2 separate regions of the Sus scrofa genome follow, and region 2 is linked to region 1. The links are chromatin contacts, called in public Hi-C maps. All regions are on one chromosome and are shown on one strand. The core of a region is the stretch at or near the end of the contact, and the rest is flanking DNA. Distances in the headings are between cores, read along the strand shown.

What was found. A called contact is a pair of places that touch in the nucleus more often than the background predicts.
Region 2: a contact with region 1 is called in a Hi-C map of liver, with 2.8 times the contacts expected there. The contact joins the promoter of MTF1 here to the promoter of ZC3H12A in region 1. A contact is called at or near these places in 1 of 47 Hi-C or Micro-C datasets (liver) and 1 of 2 datasets of contacts at active chromatin or transcription factors (alveolar macrophages).

The regions. Positions count from the first base shown.
Region 1 is chr6:93,538,874-93,543,261 of Sscrofa11.1, reverse strand. It overlaps ZC3H12A (endoribonuclease ZC3H12A), which reads right to left and starts at 1,928. Exons shown (of 6, transcript XM_021095963.1): 1 at 1,804-1,928; 2 at 482-948. The coding sequence starts at 876.
Region 2 is chr6:93,882,509-93,886,896 of Sscrofa11.1, reverse strand. It overlaps MTF1 (metal regulatory transcription factor 1), which reads left to right and starts at 2,493. Exons shown (of 11, transcript NM_001243544.1): 1 at 2,493-2,577. INPP5B (type II inositol 1,4,5-trisphosphate 5-phosphatase) reads left to right here. Exons shown (of 25, transcript XM_021095974.1): 25 at 595-1,426. The coding sequence ends at 710.

The DNA of each region.
Region 1 (4,388 bases), core at 679-3,178:
TCTTACTTCTCTCCAGGTTCTGTGCGCTTACTGCTCACAGCTCACAGCCTGAGGGGTGGGTTAGCCCCATCTCTGGGAGGAGGGAAGGAGCCTCCTGGAGGGGCGGGCTGGAGCCCAAGGCCTGATCCCTTAACCTTGTCACAGGAGAGAAACCGAGACCAAGTGCTGGCCCTCACAAAGAGCCTAAGGCTGCTCTGGAGAAATAAAGACTTGAGCTCAAATCCCTGCTCTGGCACTTAACAGTAGTGTGACCCTGAGCAACTCTCTGAGTCCCTAAAACATCCTGAAACCCACTCCCAAGAAGCCGTGAGGACTAAGAGAGCGTCCAGGCACACAGAAGGGCCCCCAGAAAGGGCTTTCCCTGCCTCCAGACCGGTCTGAGACGAGGTCAAACTCCTTCCTAAGGTCCTTTCTACCAGAGGTGCAGAGACACAGGGCCACCATTCCCGGCCACCGTCTTGGCCACAGAAGTGACATGTACCTCATGGCCACGTTGCTCCCATCGATGACCACGGGCCTCAGGTCACCACCCTCCTTGTCCTCCTCAGAGGGTGAGGGTTCCACGGTGGGAGCCTTGGGGGTGCCCCCACCACGGGGGACCAGAGGCAGCTGAGGGCAGGGGTCCGGTGACACCTGGCACTCCCGCTCGGCCGCTGACCCATGCTTCACCAGCTCGCCCAGCACTGTGTTGGTGTCTGCCTGGACCCCCAGCTTCTGCAGGACACTGTGGATCTCGGCAGAGGAGTAGCCCAGCTTCCGGAAGAAGTCAACCTTCATCTGTAGCTCCGTGGTCATCACCTCCTCGGCAGTGGGCTCCTGGGCCGGCCTTGGGGTCTCTCGGCAGCTTTTGTGGTCTTCAAGTTCCCACAGATTCATGGTGGGGCCGGGTGGGCCTCTTTCCACTGGCCACTCACAGCTCAGACTGGTGAAAGGCACTTGTCACAGCTCCTGGAGGACAAGCACAAAAGTTAGGGACGGGGAATGATTCTCTCCAACTCCCACCCCATCCAAGAGGATGAGGCCACACTAGGGGCAGTATGAAAAGCCATTTGGGGGTGTTACCTCTGTTATTCCTCCAAAAGCCCTCCCAGGGAGGGATCCTCAAGTCCCATTACATAAAGGATGAAACTGAGCCACAGACAGTAAGAACTTGCTCAAGGTCATCCAGCTGTTAGCGGGTGGGGCAAGGATTTGAACTTAGGCAGTCTGATTACTCCTCCCCCTCTACCCTCAGCCCTCCCCCTCCTCGACAAACTCAGGGACCCAGAAGTCGCGGGTGGCCTTCGAGGGCCTCGCCGCGCCCCCACAGCCGCGGGGCGGGGTTTTCAGATGGAAACCCGCTGGGTTGCAAGTGCGCTAGAAGGGGGGCGGGGGTTCCCCGTCGAAACCATCAACCATCGTCTTCTCCAGTCCGTCTGCCGCGTGCTTGGAACCCAGGCTCAGGAGGCGGAGGGCCAGTGGCCAGACGCCCGGACCGGGGGAGGGGAAGTTTCCGGGGCGACCCACCACCAGCGAGAAAAGTTGCCGGGAAACTCTGGTTGGCCTCCGGGCTCGGTGACGCGGAGGCTGTCCCGGCCCAGAGCCTCTCGCTCGGCTCCCCCTCCAGACTTCGGTCTTCCTACTCCCAGGATCCCCCAACTTGGGCTAAGTTGGAAGCGGTCCCGAGGACCGGCGAGGCCGGAGGGGACAGGCCCCACGTCCCTCCGGCTCCGGTCAGTCCCAGCCTGCGCCCACCCCACCCCCCCTCCGCCCGCCCCGAGGTCCGCGCCCCCGCCGCGCGCGCGCGCGCGCGCCTCACCCCACCGTGCGCCGGCCGCGGCGGGCGGCGTCTCCATGGGGCCGAGTCCCGGAGGCTAGGCCGGCGGCGCCTTTATACCGGGCGGGTGGGCGGGCAGGTGGCGTTCGGGACCGTGACGCGGAAGCTGGGCAGGGGAGGCGAGAGCCGGCCCGAGCGGCAGGGGGCGGAGCGGCCACCGCCCCTTCCTGCTCCGCCCCCTGCGCCGCCCCGCCCCGCCCTGGCCTCCGGCCCCGCCCCCGCAGCCGGAGCGCGCTCTGCCCGGCCAGGAATGTGGTCAGCGGTCGCCGTTCGCAGCCCCTTATTTGAGCCTCGAGGCGCCCCCGGGGCGGCGCGATCTGCAGGGCAGGAGTGTACGGCCAACAGGCATAAGGTAAGCCCAGGTTGGACCAGGTAAGCGATCCGAGTCTGGCGCGGGCTGACCGAGAGTACGGCAGTACAACACAGGTATAGCTGCGGTCGTTCAGACTTAAGTATGCGGAAGGTACAGTCTGGGGTGCATCGAGTGAATCAAGTGCACAAAGGTTGGTCCACACACCACGGGAGGCAGAGCCATGGTTATAAAGACAGGTACACCCAGGCGGGCACCTTTCTCATTGAGACAGGAAGACTCAACAGGTAACCGTGACTGGAGCAGGTACACAGAAGTGGGGCCCCACCCAGGGCCAAGTACATTTTTTTTTTTTTTTTTTCTGAAATAAGGACCTTGCTGGGATAGAAAGGCAGGTACAACCTGCCTTGTCCCAGCTGGAAAGACTTGCAAGCAGCACCAGGAGCTCCAGTTCCATGGCACCAGGTGCCACCTATGTCACTTTTGAAATCACCAGTGACCCCACCTAGCTAACTCCCTGCTTTGTTGCCTGGTCATCTTTAAAGACCCCGAAGGATCTCCACGTCAGTGCCCCCCAGGCACAGCAACCCCAGGAGCTGGCCTCCAGGAGAGAGAGAAAACAAGCCTTCCCCCAGATCACATCCAGGGCTGGGCTCCTCTCTGTGCTCCCCACCACTCCTGCTGAGCACTGTGTGTGCCGGTAGCCTTAATCTTCACACAAGGGCCACTTTTAGAGTTGAGAAAAGTTCAGTGAAAAGTGCTGTATATTTAGACATGTGCTCATGTGTAGTAACTCCCTTTAAGATAGTAAGAATATTAAATGAGTCCAGATTAATCAGCATAATGATGATAGTCAACCACAGCGATAATGCCTCGCATTTATGGAGGACTCACTGGGCGGCAGGCACGGTGCCAACGCCTTGCAGACACTTCCGTGCCTTTGCATCTCTCCTCCTCGGCCCAGGAGTGCTCTCCCCTTCTTCCCTGGCTACAGCTGCCTGGCCAATTCTGTTCCTCTTTTGGATGATGTCACCTCCTCTGTGAGGCCTGCCCAGACTCCTTTGGTGCTGAGTTGCTTCCTCCTTAGTGCTCCCACAGCACCCTGCCTGTGTCCCTACGTGCTGGATTGTGATTGCCTGCTTGGACCGCCTCCGGGGCCAGGGCCGGGCTGGGACTCCGCCTGTAATCCCTGGCCCCGTGCTACCCAGCACTGTGCCAGTGGGAGCCAGCAGGGCTGGGGGATGAGTCACGCAGCTCCGTGTCCTCCCAGAGTGAGCTGCAGTCTCGCTCTCTTCCGGCTTGTAAAGGCAGCTCTTTCCCGAGAAGCTGACTCTCTTCTGCAGAACGCAGGGCTGCTCTGGGGAAACCCTCCTCCACTTACCCCTGGATTTTGCACACCCCGGCCCCAAACCCCAGGAGACCTCTGGATCAAATGTGCCGAGCCCACACCCCTTCCTCTGCCTCTTGCATGCCGGTCCCAGTGGCTTGGCTTGCCAGCTTCCTTCCTGGAGCCTTCCTGCTCTCCTGCCATCTGCCTTCACCTGGCCAGCCTGGGCGGGGTCTGCAGAGTTCCAGGAATGGTCACCCACTAGATGGGCGATGGGGAGAGGTTGGAGAGGGAAAGGTCCCAGGAATTACTTTGCCCTTTGGTAACTCCACTGGGAAGCTCAGATGGGAGCACACAGGAGCTAGGTCACCTCTGTAGGAAGAGTGGGCAGACTGCCCCCGAGCCTTAGCAGAGTGGTTTTGCAGAGGTTCAGTTCCACAAGGTCTCTTGGAAATGGAGAAAGGGACAGATTCCTTTCATGTTTTGAGCTCCTAGTATGTTTTACATTTTATTTTATTTTTCTATTCTATTCATTTTCTTTTTTCTTTACTTTTCTTTTCTTTTCTGTGCCCATGGCATACATTTGGGCCAGGGATCAAACCTATGTCACAGTAGTGACAACACCGGATCCTTAAACACTAGGCTACCAGGGAACTCCAGCTTCCAGTATATTTTAAAAAGACTTGTCACAGTAGAGCTACAAAAATTGAAGTGTGGGAGTTCCCTGGTGACACAACAAGTTAAGGATCCAGCGTTGTCACTGAAGTAGCTTGGGTCACTGCTGTGGCTTGGGTTCAGTCCCTGGCCCGGGAACTTCCACACACCACAGGTGTGGCCAGAAAAAATTGAATTGTGTTTTAAAATTTAATCGAGTTTTCACTGTGGTGCAACAGATTAAGGATCCAGTGTTGTCTCTGTGGTGGTACAGGTTCAAT
Region 2 (4,388 bases), core at 1,244-3,743, 340 kb before region 1:
AGGAAGGGCCCTAGTCCACTGCAGTAGAACTGAAATCTCAAGCTGTGGGCCAGGATTACCCTCAGATAGATTTTTCTTTTTTCTTTGGCCACTCTCATAGCATGCGGACCTTCCTGGGCCAGGGATCAAACCTGTGCCACAGCCCCAACTCAAGCTGCTGCAGTGACAATGCCAGGTCCTTAACCTACTGCATCACAGCAGGAACTCCTCAAATAGTTGTTTTTTGGTTTTTGTCTTTTTAGGGCTGCAGGCACGGCATATGAAAAGTTCCCAGGCTAGGGGTCAAATCAGAGCTGCAGCTCCAGGCCTGCACCACAGCCATAGCAATGCCAGATCTGAGCCACATCTGTGACCTAAGCCATAAGCTCTCAGCAACGCTGGATCCTAAATCTACTGAGTGAGGCCAGGGATCGAACCTATGTCCTCATGGATACTGGTTGGGTTCATTACTGCTGAGCCACAATGAGAACGCCCTCAAATAGCTTTTTTAAGGTAGAAAATACTGCTTTGGAGCGCCCCTCCTCACTCCTAAAAACACGAGAATAAGTAGTACTTCTTTTGCTGAACCATTTGTTTTCTGTGTTTTTCATGCAGCTAGCATATTTGGTAGCTTGCTGCTTCGAAGCCCAGCTGGTCACCAAAAGCTTGAAACGGCAGAGAAGAAGAAGGCTCAAGAATTTATTCACCAGTTCCTCTGCAACTCACCCTGAGCCTCTTCATCTCCTCTCCTATTCTGCCTGGGGCAGCCAGTTACCAGCACCCCCTGTTTGAGCTCAAGAGCTGCCTTGAGAGGATGTGAACCCCCTTAGACGCAAAAGTGGCAGCTGCCTGTTTCTCGAGCCCAGACCGCCCTCCCCACCATGGCTGTCACTCTTGGTGCTGCTGCAAGTTGTGAAGACACGGGGGGAAATCCACCACAATAAAACTGACATACATTGTTCAACTTTAGTAATGTAACAGATAGATCTCTATTTTTTTTTTTTTAATGTTTAAACAACTGTACTTCATGTGCTCACTCTGCCTGCCTCCAGGGCATACAGTGCCTTCCCTGTAGCTTGGGCCCAGCTCCTCACAATCAGATAGCTGAACAAACTTTGGAGTCTGGAAGGATAAATGAGTTGGACACAGGAATGCAAACGGAAGCTGCTGAATAAACAGGTCACAGCCACACCAGATGCCTCCAGCACTCTGTCTGAGGACATGTGTGTATGCATATGCAAACCCTACCCCACTTCCAACTCAAATGTGGCTCACCTCTGGAGCTGGCCACTAAGCCTTTGAGGCCAATACAGTGGCGTGAAAATGAAAATACTGAAGAAATTGTTGTTCTGGTGAAACAAGTGGAATTTTCTGGCCAACGAATCCTCCAAACTGTATATAATGCATTCCCTCTCTCACATGTGTAATATATTTTAATGATAAATATATTTTTAACAGTGGTGTTTGTTTTTATCTTTTAAGAGGTGGCAGCTCTCAGCAGGTGGAAGTTTGTGGCTTAAGCACTGGGACAGCTGGTCAGGGGCCAGAGAGATATTTGCCTGGCAGTCTGGTGTTAATAGCCACTATTCACATTTTTCAAGCAAGAGAGTACAGGCATGGCTGCAACCCCTTGACCCCTAATCTAGTGTCTAAGGGTTGTCCCACTCTGAATATCCTAGAGAAGTAGCTTAAAAAATAGGCAGTGGCTGCTGAGAAGTTCTGACAGCTACATCTTCCAGGCATTTACAAGTCAGGAGCCGAGTGAAACCTCTTCTTGGAACACCACTACTTACTGTTCCTTGGGAGTGCAAAGTGATTTAGATGTGGGCCAGTAGGATGACAATGTGAAAGGGAATGGCCAGTAGGTGGCGCTGCCTTAGCCTGAGCGCGAGTACCCTGGAAGTCGACAGTCTCTTCAGGGAAAAAAGTTGGAACAAACGGTCTGGACAGGTGGGTGAGGAGGGAGTTGGGCGTCTTAGAGCATGTGAGACGGGGAAGAGGTGGAGGCATCCTCTGGCCAGCCTTGGAATACTCATTTCTGCCTTTGGGGTCCAATCTAATTTTCTTGGGCTCTTCTGCCCATATTAACTTTATTAGGTGAGGAGGGGAAGCTGGGGCCATAGTAGGAGAAATGAGGAATATCACAATTTTACAGGCTTTCCCCTTGCGGTCCCGGCTGGAATTCGGCGGCTGTGGTCCTTCTCGTTGCATTTGTGGCTACCAGGGTGAGGGCAGCGCAAACTGGGTTGAGGTTACTTTGGATTAGTGGTTGGATTAGCGTCCGGTGCCTCTGGAGCGGATCCTCGACTCCGTGAGGAGAGCGGACAAGGCGAGCCTAAGCCCGCGCGGGACAAACACGCTCCGCGAGGTCTCCGCGATGCCCTGCCCCGCCTCTCCCGCTCGCCAATTGGAGGCTCGAGCTCAGCCCCCACACCAGCTAAACCAACCAGAAGCGCCAGGGAGAGGCGGAGCCCATATCTGCTCCTTCCTCCGGAAAGCGGAAGCGGAAGTGACGTTCGGGGAAGGTGGGGGCAATCATGGTGCCGCTGGGGAGGGGAGAAGCTGCTGCCGCCGCCGCTGTTGCCGGGAGCCGCGGAGGTAAAAGGCGAAATTAGACGCGGCCTGGGCTGGGGACTTCCTGGGGGGCGCGGGACTTAGGCTCCCTCCTGAAGCATTTCCCAGTAGGGACCCCAGTCCGGTCACCATAGGGACCCCACCCCTCCTCCGTTTCCATGGGGATGGGTATCCAGCCCCCCTCCCCTGTTTCCATGGAGATCCGGACCCTGCCCCTCTCCGTCCGGCTTGGAGCCCCCCAGCCTGTCTTCGGGTTTTTCCGTGTAGCCCCGGACTGGGGGTTATCCCAGACAGGTTCCTTTTCCCAGCCTCCTCTCAAGGGTGCTTCGTTTGTACTTCTCGTTTGCTACCTTCGAATCTCCTGGTCTTGTTTGTTCCGGACAGTTGGTCTCCGCGTTGCCGCCTGTGGTGCCGGGTCAGCCCAGTGGGGCCCCCGGTACTCTTATCTCTCCTCTCAGATGCAGCGAAATGTGCATCTACCGGGTTGCGTAAGCCAGAGCAAGGGGTCGGGCCGGTTCCTCCCGGATCAGATCCCTTGGCCTGTCTCTGGTAACTACTACTCTGTTTAGCTGCCCTACAGCGTTAAAGGTTCACTTTAATCCAGAGCAGAAGAGAAAGCTAAAGTGCAAAGCCAGACTGAAAACTAAAAGTGATGTGCTAAATATTTTAAAATTCACTCCTCAGTCTCCCAAAGCTACATTTGTAGAACCTGTGTGTTTGCAGGTAAAAGAAGAGTCACTATAAATAAGACTCATCATTCCCTCATTGTAGAAAGGACACTATAAAGCATAGTTACTAGTGGACACCAGATTGTTTTAGGAGAGAAATATATAAAGTGATCTTCACTAGATATGCCTGATTAGGGATCAGCCCCTCTACCCATCTGTTCTTGGAAGGAGGGAACAAATTCACACTTGAGTCCTCCAAGGTTGTCAGACATTGTGCCTTGACATACATAATCTCTTTTACTCTGAACAACAATTTCTTGAGAATAGGAATTACCAGTCTCACCTTACTTGTGAGAAAAACTGAGGCACAGAACATTTACCCCAGTAGTAGTAAGTAGTAGAGCTGGGATTTGTGGGTAGGTGACTCTGCCTCCAAAGCCCTGACTATTCCACCCTAGACTTACTGTCTCATGGTCTGATTTGGGGGATATTTGGGGGGAGTGTCCTTTCTTGAAGATTTATAGCAACTCAGCCTTGAAGCACTTTGCCCTTATTTCCCCTAAAGTTTTTTGGTGTTTTTTTGTTTAGTTTTTTTTGGGGGGGGGCGGTGGCCATACCCACAGCGTGGGGAAGTTACTGGAGCAGGGATCAGACCTGAGCCACAGCAGTGACAACACTGAATCCTTAACTGTTAGGCCACCGGGGAACTCCCTCTTTAAGTATTTTGACCAACCTTCAAAGTGTTTGGCAATACGGCATATTTGGAAGGTCTCATGAATTGCTACTTATTCCTTCCATTAACTTTTTTTTTTTTTTTTTTTGTCTTTTCCAGGCCCGCACCCATGGCATATGGAGGTTCCCAGGCTAGGGGTCTAATTGGAGCTGTAGCCGCCGGCCTACGCCACAGCCATAGCAACACAGAATCGGAGCCAAGTCTGCGACCTACACCATAGCTCACAGCAATGCCGGATCCTTAACCCACTGCATGAAGCCAGAGATCGAACCCTCATCCTCATGGTTCTTAGTTGGATTCGTTAACCACTGAGCCACGACGGGAACTCCCCATTTTTAATTTTTTTAATTAATTTATTTTTTTGCTGCACAGTATGTGGAAAGTTCCCGGGGCAGGGAACAAACCTACATCATAGCTGTGACCAGAGGCGCAGC